Linked DNA regions of Mus musculus: regions 1, 3 and 4 are each linked to region 2. Evidence: chromatin contacts called from public promoter capture Hi-C data. All regions are on one chromosome and are shown on one strand. Each heading gives the region's core, a stretch centred on a gene start, on an enhancer-like site or on the middle of the called end of the contact. The rest is flanking DNA. Distances are from core to core; before and after follow the strand shown.

Region 1 (3,296 bases), core at 678-3,177, 1.2 Mb before region 2:
GCTATACAGAGTAAGCATACCCTATACTCAGCTGAAGCTATTAGCACATTGTGGTTATTCTTAGCACTCAGACTGCATTTACACACAGGTCCAGTGGTCTCTGTCCTGCCAATCAATCCTTTAGAAGATTTCTCAGTCAGCCAGGGCCTGAGGAATGACCTGATCAAACATACTTCTGACCTCAGGAAGCATGAGCTCTAGTTTGAGGGACCCCTCCTTCTGACCCCCTCTCCCCTGCCCCAGGACATCAGGTCAAAGAGCCACGGGCCTCAGCCTCCCCGGTATCAAGCAAGCTGTTCTTACCTTCTCTGCAGTTGCAGAGCCAGGTTGCCAGTTCTCAGCTGCTTCTAGCTATCTCTCCCAAATTTATCTACCTCCTAGGTCTGCACAATGCCCTCTCTGTGGCTTTGTACTTCTGCCTTCAAACTCCAAACAAGTTCTACACCAGCTATGCCGTCCTGACAACATGCTCCTTCAGGACACTTTTTGTGCTTCTGAGGGTTAAATAAATCCAGTGTTCCTGAGTGTCCCCAGCATAGGACCTGCACAGGGAACGGAGCAGGGCCAGCTGTCTAGAGCTAGCCGGTGCTTTTTTTTTTTTTTTTTTCCACAAAAGTTCTCCTTCTATGTGAGATCATATAGCATTTTTATCCTCTCCAAGGTCAGTCTGGGGTTCCAACCAGAAGGCCTGGTGAAGCGAACCGTTTTCTGGATACCCACACACTCAGGCAAGAAGGCTGAGTGGAGCAGATAAAGCCCACCTCCCACCTCCAATAGACTTTGATTTCTGCAGCAAGTGCTCCTGGAAAAGCTGGTCCTGAGCCGTTATGCAAGGGAGGTGTCTGAGAACAGCTCCAGTGGTCTCTACAGGAACACTTTTTAGGCAGTTCCTCTAAGTGCTCCCAGGGCATGCAACTTTTCCTAGAAGCCTCTAGCAGAGCCTATGAACAAAATCACCAAGAACAAAAACAAACAAACAAACAAAAAGCTGATGCTGTCCCTCCTTCCAATGCGCCTCCCTCCTTCAGATTGCTCCTGAGAGAGGAGGGTCTTGCAAAAGCCCCTCCTTACTAGCTTCAAACAACCTTGATCTTTTTTCCTGTTCTAACAGCGCTTCAAATTTGATCTTGACCCCTTTGGTCCACTTGGGAGGACGACTCAGAAAGTCTGACAGTCAGGGCTCAATTGGGACTGTGATGTGGCTGCTTCAGCAGGATGCCTCCAGGATCTACAATGAGCCTAGTTCCTTGTCACCTCTAGAGGCCACTCCCCTTCCTGACAAAGGCTGCTCACAGTTCCCAAGCAAACTCTACCTAGAAAGGGTTGGCTCACCCTTTCAGACCTGCCTGCCTCGCTCCACCATCCTCCTTTTAAAGAGAACTCTGTGGGCCGAATATGTCCGAATTGGGGGTTGGTGTCTGCTGCCTATGGGACATTGCTCTCCCGGCCAAAGGATGAGTTCTCGCCTCATCTTTCTTAGTGCCTAGCTGGGACCAGCCGGCTAAAGGACCCCAAAGAGCCGCAGTACCCCTATCGGGGCAGTAGATGGCCGGGACACCCCCCCCCCCTAGTTTTCAAGCCCCTCCCTCTAAAGATGACAGCTTGCCCGCCTCTCGCCGCCCCCAGGCCACGTGGGTTAGCAGTCGAACTCACCTGTTTCTTGGGGAAACACAGGACCTACCGAGGGTACCAGTCACTGCCCTCTGCCAGACCCCTGGGGAGATATAAGTGTCCAGCAGTGCCTGGCCTCAGAGTGCAACTTCGCGGGGCTACCGCCCCTGGAGGATACAGACATGGCCACAGCGGAGGAACCGATCTCTCCTGCCGACCCTTAACCGGCCACCGGCGCAGGAAGACAGCTTTCACCGGCCTCTGGTGGCGGAGGCCCGGTTCCAGCCTCTTGGCCAGCCCCAGCCCGCCCCTGTGTGCATTGTGGGAAATGTAGTCCGTAACTCTCCGCAGCCTTAAAGCTGCGGGAGCGGTTCCGGGCTCCCGAGCCTGGCGATGCCAGAGGCGGGGTCTGACCTAGGACCCGGGTTGCCTCACCTGGCACCGCCTTCTTCCGTGTCTTAGAGGCGGGTCCTCTACCCTTCCCCCCAAACACCCACTAGATGTTTACTTTAAGGGACCAGAACGAACGTCAGTATTTCCCCACCGATCATGGAAAGATGATAAGTTTAGGGAGCTGGATAAATGCCACTAGTGAGCACAACCACATAGACTGTACAAGACGCGGACGTGTTGAAAAGACTCAAAAATTGTTGCTTAAAAAGACCTTAAGTCTGGTCACAGTATATTATTTTAAGGCAATAGAAAGCACAATTCTCAACAATTCACATAAACTGACCCGGGGAGCTTTTAAAAAAACATTAATGCCTGGACACTATCCTATAGATTTTTACTTAATGGGATGAATGTGAGGTACGAGGCATCGGAGTTGTTTGAAAAAGCTCCTGGGTGATTTCTAAGGGCAAGGAACCACTGCTTATAATTTCCTAGACACAAAGTAATAAAAACAGGAAAACAAGTTTTCCCAGCAGCCCTTATTTCTGGTGAATAGTTTGAAGAAGCAAAATTAGGGAATGGCTAGTATTACTTATATTTTATCTGAAGCAATTTGCTTACTTTTCAAGCTTCATGGTTAGTCATCCCAATAGTTCTGAGATAAAGGACAAAGTCAAAAACCTCTGACTTTTCCTTGCAGTTTGACAGGCTCCCTAAGGAGGTCGGAGAAGTTGGGGATCTCTCTCTTCTCTCTCTTCTCTTCTCTCTCTCTCTCTCTCTCTCTCTCTCTCTCTCTCTCTCTCTCCCTCCCTCCCTCCCTCTCTCCCATGCGAATTTGAAATCTGGCTCCATAATACTGGCATATGTGTGCTCTCTCTCTCTCTTTCTCTCTCTCTCTCCCTCCCTCCCTCTCTCCCATGCAAATTTGAAATCTGGCTCCATAATACTGGCATATGTGTGACTGACATGATGACAACCTGTGACCTTTTCCTGGAGATAGTTTCCACAGGGTTACCAGACCCTTAAATGCTGGGTAAGGGAAGCGTCCCATGTGAGAGGGAGTTCGTTCCTTTGCAGTGGAGACTGAGAAGGGGAGTGGAACTTCTCCAAGTCTCCATAGGTCTTTCAGGATTTCCTCTCTTTGCTTGCTCTGGCTTCCAGGTTCCTACCTTGAAGCAAATATAATTTATACAAGTTTTCCCTATATACTTCATTTCATATTATTTCACTATACGAGTCTAAAGTAAGAATTTTTGAGCAGGGCGGTGATGGCTCACCCCTTTAATCCCAGC
Region 2 (3,275 bases), core at 299-2,798:
TAAGGTGAGCCGGTCTCAGACCTGGTAGGAGTGTACAAAGGGCCTTGCCAAGGAGTCTGTTGCCCCCTGGTGGTCACTTGATAGCCGGCATTGTTGGAAGCACTGGGAGATGAAGTCTGGTGGGCTGATTCCCAGTTGCAGGCTCTCCTACAATAGAGTGCTGACATTCCTCAGGCATACCTGCAACTCTGATACTGAGTTCTAGAGTTCCCACCCAGGCTAAGGGAAGTGAGCCAAGACAGCAGGATGAAGAAAGAGTGTCTCCTGACAGTCATTTCCTGACACAGGCTAATGAGTTTCAGAGAGACAGAATTAACATGTGCTCTGAACCTGGGCCATGTGCCCTTCGTGTCTCAAGAACCCTATCTAGTGTACAGCCCACCTGCCCGAAGCAGCCAATCATTACCATGTTTGATGTTCACGGTAAAATAGCTATAATGACTTTCCTGCCCTCTCTACTTTGAAGACTTTTGAGTAGCTAGCTGCTTTTTCTTACCAGCCTGTCTACAGCATTGGGACATTTGTCTTGTGGATGACATTCAAGATCACATGTTACCCCATGGCTGCTGGCTTTTTCCAAAGTCATCTTATATGCTCTTTGGGTGATCAACTTTCCATAAAGCAATCTTGTCAGAAGTACTAATATAGTCCTTGGCCCAGCCTGTCTGGCATCAAGATTTATAAACAGCCAAGTTTACAAGCATAGTGGCCTTCCTCACTTCCAGCATAGATCTGGGCGTCTCAGGAGGTGCCCTCAGTACAGTGCTTTGAGATTCATAGGTCATCAGATCCTAGCTCAAGATTGAACCTGTATTGAAGGAGCTTACCCTTGACTTGGGAGTTACCTAAGTTATATTAACTTAGTAGAAACTCCCAGCAACCACAGCCAGGGCTGTGAAGTAGAAGCTTTGAAAAGAGGTGTTCCCTGGAGTGAACTTCCGGAGGCCAAGGCTTTCATTTGGTTCACTCAGTGTTTCCATAATAAAGGTTGGATGGAGGGATGGTCGTCCCTATGCTCAGAGAATCCCTGATGGGTGGCTGAGTGAAGACACTTAAATTTGCATTCTCCAGAGATTGTTCAGAGCATCTTTTGTTTATCCATAGCTTCCTCAGCTGTTAAGACCTGAGCAAGCGGCCAGACTTGAGAAGGTTCTGAGGGAAGGTGGCGAGAGTAAGACTGGTTCAGTTAGTAAGAGGCCGACATTGCTGTGCGGATCCTCTCTAAAATGCACAAACACTATTCAGTCCCGCTTTGGCTTCCTGGGCTTCTGGAGCAGGCAAACAGGCTGACTTTCCCGGTGCTTGGAGCCCGCCTTCACCCCTGCGCCTTCCCTTCCCTCCCTGTCGGCCAGGATACCTTGGGGTATTGGTTGGTTGTTGCTTGATCACCTTCAGGAGTTCCCCTTCATTGGAAGCAGGAATGTGTGTTGTGGGCCCAACCCAGCTGGGGGGGGGGGAGGCGGCGGGGGAGGCGTGCATGTTACCAAGGAGACGGGGCGGGGCAGGCCTCCGCCCTCCAAATCTGGAGCGCACGCGCCCACAGCCACGGTCACGTCCCGCCGCGAAAGGGGCGGAGCGAGCGCGAGGGGCAAGCGCACACAGGCTCCACGACTGAGCCCCTATCTTCCTCCGGCGCCCGTCCGCGTCCGTGGGGCCGCCGCTGAGGTGAGGGCGGGGCCAGAGGCGAGGCGTTCCCGACGGGGTGTCTGCCGGGGCTCCCCCTCATCCCCTCCCGCCTGCTCCCCGCGGCCTGAGCCGCCCTCTGCCCCGCGTCTGACTCACTGCTGGCCCAGCCTGCTTCCCGGGCCTGAAAGCGACGGGGAGGCGGTCCTGACCTCTCGGCGCGGATCCTGCCTCGGTGCTGGGTGCGGGAACGTCCGGGGTCCGTGGGACTAGAGGGGAACGGGCGGGGCCCTCACCTTTCAGCAGCGCTGCCTGTGGCCGCGCGTCGCGTCGCCGCTCCAAACTTTAGCGTGTCTGAAGTTGCAGAGGTGCAGGAGGCCGTGAAGCGAGCCGGGGCGGCAGGAAGCCGACAGCACGAAGCGGCGACCCCAAGGCCCCCCGGCTGCTAGCACCCAAGTTCGCCGGCGCAGGTCCCTTTAAGGGCCCGGCCCTCCGCAGAGCGCACGTGAGCGGCCTCCGGAAGCCTGCGCCTAGTCCCTACTCCGACGCTTGCGGGCCAAGGAAGTCATCTCTACCCTGCACCTCTGACATTAGTGGAAACTGAGGCCCAAGAGAGGGCACACGCTGCCCAAGGTCAGCAGCAGGGGTTGCGTTGGCGCCAAGTGTGGTAGTCGGGCCCAGTGAAGATCATAGGCATGACGTTGTGAAGCTGGACTTGGCCTGACTCCCCCCCCCCCCCCGCGCGATCTGAGGGTGGGGTTGGCGCGTTTGTAGACGGGTCCCCGTTCTGTGGGCTTTCCCTGGAACAGGGTTACTCAGGGCCTGCTTTGCTCACTGCCTGTGTCTAGGGCTGGGATGACTGTTCCTTTCTGCCCCCCTAGCGCCGGAGTACTGGAGCCCTGCTGGACTGGATGCTATGAGTTGCTAAAAGTGAGCCTGACTTTTTCGGTGAGCCTTCCCATCCCCTGTCCTCGCCTTTCTCTATTGGGTGTGGGGAAATTTGCCTTACTTCTTCCTTGGCTGACCAAAGCTCTGGGGATGGGCAGAAACATAGCCCCCTTTTTCTGAACAGTTTGCGAAGTGGAAGGAAGAGACAGGTTGGGAGCTAAGTTCCCTTAAACAGAAGTGTGTGGCAGTGCTTGTCACTCCCAAGACAGGCTATGGCCTAGATATTGAGAGCTTCTAGCCTTGAGATAAGCGAGGGCCAAAAGATGAAGTGCCTTTTTGGAAACCAGAGGAGGGAAAAACTGTCAGTGAACGGCGGTTAGACTGTTGGGTTCCCATGGCCTGTGTTTTGGTCCAGGTGGCTCAGTGTAATACCTATGTGACCTTGGGCAAGCATCTTGACCTCCAACCACTTATTTCCTGATGTGTACCTACCTTCTTAGATTCTCCTTGAGGATTAGTGAAATAGCTGAGTTTCAGGGTTCAGACAGTGCCTAGCCTATATCAAGAATGAGTGGAAGATTTGGTATGATCATTATCAGAGAAGAGAAGAATGAAACCAACCGGAGGTGGGATGAGTAGGGCAGAGAGAGCAAACAGAGAAGATAATGAAGCTTACAGGCAGACCTACAGGGTGCATGAGGAGACCGGTGGGAGTGTCCTGACACCAGAGTTGGCTTCTTTGTAAGGCCAGTTCTGTGTGCTCA
Region 3 (3,304 bases), core at 161-2,660, 1.1 Mb before region 2:
ACAATTGAGAGGATGCCATTCATCCCTGGATGGAATCTGTCTAGGGATAGGGGAGTAGCTTTTGAGTTTAAAATTGAATTGGCAGCATGGTGGCTCACCTTTAATCCCAGCAACCAGTGAGTGAGTTCTTTATATCACCCTGGCTTTCCTGGAACTCACCTTTTTAGACCAGGCTGGCCTTGAACTCAGAGATCCAATTACCTCTGGGATTATAGGCATGGATCACCACACCCTGCTATAAGTGGTTTCTATGATCTGCAGACAAATGTATATTTTCTGCGGTTAAGTGTGTTATATATACTCAACCATAATTGGGCATATCTTAACATTTACATAATTGTATACTGAGAATACATAGATACAAAAGAAAGATGTTGAGTATGTGTTCCTTCAGCTGTGTTATCAGGCATTTCTAGCCAGTTTCAGTCACCCTAATTCCTGCACACCGTTATTCTTATCAGACTTGTAATCCCAGAAGGAGGTGAAAACTGGAGGGTCAGAAACAGTCCCACACTAAGGAGATGGATCTTGGTCAGTCTACATTGTGAATTCCAGGCTAACCAGAACTATAGAGACCCTTTCTAAAGAAAACAAAAGGGAGGGAAGGGAAGAAAAATTAAAAAAAAAAATGAGGGAAATCTGCTCCCTAATAACTACATATGCAGAGGACAAGTTATGGCAACTGGATGACAATATCTCCACAAAAAGCAGAGAGAGGGGGGGGGGGAACCTCTAGGGTTTTGTCTGTTTTGTTGGATTTTTTTTTTTAATGTGTAGTTGGGTGATGATTTGGTTTGAATTTGGGCTGCTTTGCATTTACTTATTGTTGGTGTATTTGAACACACATCCATGTTTGCCACATCAGAAGACTACTCTCATGCGTGGTTCTCTTTCCATCCTGTGAATTGCAGGGATGGAACTCAGGGTTTTAGGCTTGGCAGTAAGCCTTACCTGATGAGGCTATCTCACAGGCTTGGTTTTATTGTTGTTTTGTTTGCTTGTGGCAGGGTCTTACAACAAAATATCCCTATTGTTCTGGAGTTCATATTCTAGTGCTGGCATGGCTTCTGAAAACAAGCTAGTTCAGTTTCCAGTTTACCGAATTATTAGCTCTGTATGTTTGTAAAACGACTAGGGAAGTAATCCGTAGTATGCCTTCTCTACGAACTGGATTATACGTTTTACAGTGTGTCAAGCGCTGGTAAAGTTCACATCCGGGTTCTCAGAAGCTGAATGGCAGCTTTGTCATGGAGCAGATGAAATACGCAAAAAAATTAACGCAGGGTATAGTGACAGGCTGCCTGGGCGACCACACTTCCCGGCAGCCCTCGCGCAGACCGGCACCCTCGCTGATTGGACGCCTCTGGAGAGGCGGGTAGGATGGGAGGTGGGGGAAGGTCGACGCGCGAGGGACTGTGGGTAGGAGAAGACGGTCGGTGGAGACGCCATTTTGTGGAGCGGCCGAACCTTGTAGGAGGTTCTGGGGCGCAGAGCCGCTACTGCTCCTGCTTTGTTCCCTCTGTGGGGGTGAGTGCGGCTGCCGTCCATTACACCCCAGTGATTTTGCAATTGGTGCTGTCCCTTAAGTCTGCCTGTCAGCCGCCAGAGGTGACCGCTCAGCCGAGTCTTTGAAGAGACTAAACTAAGCAAGCGCTTGAGGGCCGCGCCCCTCCTCGCCTCTGGCTCTGCTGGCTTTCATAGGTTGCCCCCTAGCCCGGTCCTCGACCCGCCTCTTTGGAGTTGTTTGTCTCTTGCTGGGACGTTGTCCCGAATCCCCTGTCGTGCGGAGCTGTGGAGCGCCTGGCAGTCTCTTAAGCCATCATCGCCCTGAGTCTCCAACTGAATCTCGCTGTGCGAAAGGTGGTTGGGAATGGGTGTGGGGAGGGATGGATGGAAGATAAGAAAGATGGACTGAATGCCGGATTCAGTTGCGCCGCCATCTCGGCTGCGATACCCCGCGGAGGTGGGCATGGGCAACCTCCCTGGGAGGTGGGTGCGGGCATCTCGGGCGAAAACAAGGGACAGCCGTAGCCGTTCGACCCCGGAACTTGACCCACTAGATGTCTCTTATTTTTTAAGTCAACGAATGTTTGTTAAGTGCTTGCTTTAAAAGACCAGATTCTAGAAATGGCAGTAACTATAGTTTCTGGGACATCACAGGCATCATAGCTGTGTGATGTTTTATTACGGCCAATCGGCCGGGGAAAGGCTGTGGGTCACTCGGTGGCCTGTTGTCGATCAGGGCTGGTCCAAGACATAGGTGTTATTGATACACAGATATTAAGCCGAGTCAAGGTTTGGTCTTGTCTTACTGAAATAAATTGAGATCAGGCGATGTGTTATATATGTAAATTTCAATCAGATCAGCATTCCAGCTTCTAAGTTTTTGTCAGAAAAATTTGAGATCGTGTTACAATTTTAGTGTTGAATTTTATATTAACGAAGACAGTTGGATGAATGCTTTAATCATTGTCCATCTCAATAAATAGCGTTGCTTTGGTTATGAAAATCAGGAGCTTTTTGCTTTGTAATTGTAGTGGGAGTGTCCAAGGTGTCTAAAGCCTTCACCCTTCTTGAGTTTCTTATTGAATATATGATCTTAATATGTTAAAGTGACCTTCATCTTCCTGCTTCTTAACACAATTATGACTTAGTGTTGACAGCCTCCTTTTCCTTCCTCTTTTTAGTCATTGTTAAGTATTAGCCACAGTTTCTATCCCAGTTTGTAGGGTTCTTGAATTAAGTGATCTCTGAAATTTGCAATTTTTCTCTTTCCCACCCCTAGGGGAAAATTTAAGCCTTTTGAAGCAGTGTGCTAGCTCTTCCGTGAGACGATGGGTTCAGACAAAAGGTGAGTTTCAATACATGACATGCCTTTGATCTCAACAGCTTAGTTGGGACTGAAATATTTGTTTAAAATTGTTTATTCAGCCCTGTGTGGTGATGGCAGCTTACAGGTTTTAATCCCCGCAGAGACAGGCAAATCTCACTGAGTTCAAGGCCAGCCAGGGCTACATAGAGAAGGCCTGTCTCAAAAAAGGAAAAACAAAAACAAAACAAAGCAACAACAGTAATAAATTATTTATTTTGCAAATGAATATTTAAATGTCTATTGTGTTTCAAGTGTTCCAAATGACTACTTTCATGATTCTGTTCTCACAAGCTTCAGTCTAGTGAGAGTTAACAGTTAGGATAAAAAATGTAAAGTACTGTCTGGACACATGAGGAGAAAGGGAAGTGTCTTGGGGAAAGTATTGTCGGAGGTGCAGTCCAAAGGCTAAGAACTAGGTTAAGGAAAGCAGTG
Region 4 (3,435 bases), core at 488-2,987, 1.2 Mb after region 2:
GGCTTAAAAGGCCAGGAAAGAACAAAGGCGGGAGGCTGGGGGATGGCTCAGTGGGTGAGAGCATTTGCTGTACCAGAAGAGGGATCAGAATTTGAATCCCTAGCACCTGCATGCGGAGGAGCCTGGCATGGCTGCTTGTTCCTGTAACTACAGCCCTGTGGTGAGCAGATTCAAGAAGATGGCTGGGACTTGCTGGCTTGCCCAGTTAGCTCCAGGTTCACTGAGAGGAGCCATCTCAAGGGAATAAGGCAGAAAGCCTTAGAGCAGGACATTAGTCCTCTAGCCTTATGGGACAGCATGGGTATGTACACTAGTATAAATATGCATGTGTGTGTGTGTGTGTGTGTGTGTGTATGTGTGCACGCGCACATGCACACATACACACACACATACATGCACACACAGTTGGGGTGGAGTGGGGGTAGAAGTGTGGCTCAGGACTTAGACGACAAACCCTGTGACCTCTATAGATCCCAAAGAAAATGAACTTTCAAATGTATAATTTCATATCCTTTAACACAACAGATCTCTTGTTGTGTTCTTCTTTACCCCCCTGCCCCCACCACCCCTTTTTCCTCTTTTGAAGGCATGAATCCTTTTTATAGTAGTTAGAAGTGTGCTTGTAACAGTTCCTCTCACAGATACTCAGGAGAAAGCCTCGGGGAAATTTAATGGTTCTGAGTTCAGCCTGTGGCTTTGCGATAAGGATTCAAGGCAAGAAGCCTTTTAACTCAGAAAAGAATCTGTTTGCAGCCATTGCCCAATAAATGCAAAGTGTCTGGTTACTGGCACGTAGCACAATGCACCACAGAACTCAATGAATGTCCACAGAGCTGGCCAACCCCATAATGTCCATGAAGGGGTGGTGTCTGTGTGTGAGTGTGTGTGTGTGTGTGTGTGATTTGCTTAGTTTTCAAACAGTGCTAGTCTTCTAACAGGGTCCACAGAATCAATACACTCATGGGAACTTGCAGAGACCAGGAAGCCTGCAGGGGTCTGCCCCAAGTCCTCTGCATGTATGTTATGGCTGAGTAGCTCCGGGTTCATGTGGAAATGCTAACATTGAGAGCTGGGTCTGTCCCAGACTCTTTTGCCTATGTGTGGGACCCTTTTCCTCCTCCTGGGGAGTGGGGAGGAGGAATGTGTGGGTGGAGGAGCTGGGAGGAGAGGAGAAACTGTGGTCAGGATGTAACATATGAGAGATGAATAAAAATAATAAAATAAGAACTCTAAAACAGCGTTTCTCAAGGCTGAAATGAATTGACACTTTTGAGCGGAGGCTCAGTTGAAGGTTGTTAGTGTGTGTTGGTAATGACAAGAAAGCTCAAAGGAAACTGGGAAAACCTCATGTCATGCCCTCTTAGAAAGAAAGAAAGAAAGAAAGAAAGAAAGAAAGAAAGAAAGAAAGAAAGAAAGAAAGAAAGAAAGAATCACCAGAAATACTGTCGGAAGAATTAAAATTAAACCTCACGAGAGTCCGTGGGTATGGAAAGTCACCCGCTAGCTAATATTAACATCGCTTGCAACAGAGCCTTGCTGCTCAAAATAGGACAGTCAGTCATATCGCTATCGCTGGGCTGTTTACATTCTTCGGGCCAGCCCTGAACTTCTTCCTGCCTCTGGCTCCTGGGCATTGCAGTTCTGGAGGTTTCTAGATGACCCGCCTCCCTCAGCTGTCTCTAGGAACTTCCACTCAAAGGGGGAGCTATAAGATTGACACCTGCTCGGTTTGCAGCAAAGTGGTGGCACTTCAAAGGAGCGGCTAGGCAGCAGAGACTAAGTGTCTAGGTCGCATTTGGTCGCTGTCAGGGAGGGGCAGACAAGGACCCTCGGGTTTCCCCTCAGTATGGAGAACTTATTGCCTCCGTCCGGATTTTCTTACTTGAAAAAGTATCCTCTCCACTCTATTCGGAAATATTTATCAACGCTGAGAAGCCAAAGGGCCGAAGAGCAGGTACTATTTTGTTTGTGCTAACTTTAAAAATAACTGGTGCTTATTTCTGGGTGTGGCCTGTCGAAGCTTGGGGAATGTTTCTCTGCTGGCTTACTGGTGTTCATAGGCAGAGGTCAGATCCAGCCTGTAGTTACTCGAGCTTGGCAGTCAGAGGAGCCTGCCGCTTGTGAGGGGTTACTTGGCTGTGGAACGTTTGGGTCCTGAGATAAATTATGCAAATGTTCTGGGTGTGTGTGTTTGACACTTATTTTGCTTTCTTCCGTTATCTAGATGAACCTACCATACTACGGAGGTGACTCTTTGATACTTTGATCATTTTTTCAGTGTTTCGAAGACAAATTCTGAAACCGTTCGTAGCTCAATAGATGAAGCAGTATACCCTAGAAACACACTTATTTTCTTGCATGTTTCTGTGATTATTTTAATGTCACTAGGATTTGCAAAATGAAGGTTATCTGTGTGGCTATAATCAGATCATTAGTGGGCTGATAAGATCATTTGGATATAATAGGTGATTCTTATATGTGGTGCATAGGGGACAGAGCACAATAATTATTAATCCTTTTAGCCAATTGAAAGCTACAGTTTCCAACAGGAAGTTCTAGCATGTGGGTATAGACGCATCTTAATAAGCCTGTTTAAAATGTCTGGTTATTTCATTTAAAAACATGTGTGTTCATTACATTGATTACATTATACATTGATATCTAAAAACTGCTTTCGTAATTGCACTGGATTAGAGAGAGAACAATGTGTGGCCCATTTAAATCCAGGAGCTCATTTAGAAGCTTGGCAACGGACTAGAAATATGAAAGACAGGTCTGTCACCACATAGAAGATGACCAGCCACAAGCGCTCTGCCCTGTGCTCTCTCTAGAACGGCAGAGCCAGGCGACAGATATTGCCAGTGTCCTGTTCTTTTTTCCTCCGTGGTAGAAAATGACCCAGTTAGTAAGAGGCTTCCCAGAAATGGAAGCAGAGGGCAGCAGAAGGAAACCCTTTGGTGACCCCTTTTCCCCAAAGCTCATGCCTCATTTGAAAAAAAAAAAAAAAAACAAAAACCAAAAAACAAAATACCTGACAGATCATTAGGATTATCAAGGAAACTGCATCTTAAAATCTTAAATGATTTTGACTAGTGCTAGAGACTCAGGCTCTCTGCATTAAGGGAGCTAGGTTGCCCCATTTACCTCTCGCTCAGTTTCAGGGTAACACTCGGTGAGAAACATTTCTGTCTCCTCTCGGCATGCCTTGGTTTTGAAGTAGAAAATGGGAGAACCACATGGTGGTGCCCAGAGTCTTTGTTTACCCCAGGAGCTATGTCACAGGCTTTTTCCACAGGGGAGGGGGAAAGAATGACTGACAAGATGACCGTGGGGGATGGGCACGGATTTCTTCCCTTTTCTGAGCAATGTGTGGAGAGAGGTGGCTTGTGGCTGTGTTGCTTAAATAATCCTGTGGGCTTTTTTTTTTTTTTTGGA

Evidence for each region. Promoter capture Hi-C pulls out the DNA fragments that hold promoters and counts their contacts.
Region 1: a promoter capture Hi-C map of pre-B cells shows a contact between it and region 2, with 2.7 times the contacts expected there. The contact joins the promoter of Mon1a here to the promoter of Tex264 in region 2.
Region 3: a contact with region 2 is called in a promoter capture Hi-C map of pre-B cells, with 2.6 times the contacts expected there. The contact joins the promoter of Rbm5 here to the promoter of Tex264 in region 2. A contact is called at or near these places in 3 of 39 promoter capture datasets (hippocampal neurons, liver and pre-B cells) and 2 of 115 datasets of contacts at active chromatin or transcription factors (both in embryonic stem cells).
Region 4: a promoter capture Hi-C map of liver shows a contact between it and region 2, with 2.8 times the contacts expected there. The contact joins the promoter of Atp2c1 here to the promoter of Tex264 in region 2. A contact is called at or near these places in 3 of 39 promoter capture datasets (hippocampal neurons and liver).

The regions. Positions count from the first base shown.
Region 1 is chr9:107,886,760-107,890,055 of GRCm38.p6, reverse strand. It overlaps Mon1a (MON1 homolog A, secretory traffciking associated), which reads right to left and starts at 1,927. Exons shown (of 6, transcript NM_028369.3): 1 at 1,654-1,927.
Region 2 is chr9:106,684,225-106,687,499 of GRCm38.p6, reverse strand. Tex264 (testis expressed gene 264) reads left to right here and starts at 1,548. Exons shown (of 6, transcript NM_001081654.2): 1 at 1,548-1,665; 2 at 2,505-2,571.
Region 3 is chr9:107,769,108-107,772,411 of GRCm38.p6, reverse strand. Rbm5 (RNA binding motif protein 5) reads left to right here and starts at 1,410. Exons shown (of 25, transcript NM_148930.3): 1 at 1,410-1,527; 2 at 2,786-2,851. The coding sequence starts at 2,835.
Region 4 is chr9:105,519,559-105,522,993 of GRCm38.p6, reverse strand. It overlaps Atp2c1 (ATPase, Ca++-sequestering), which reads left to right and starts at 1,737. Exons shown (of 27, transcript NM_001253831.1): 1 at 1,737-1,954. The coding sequence starts at 1,847.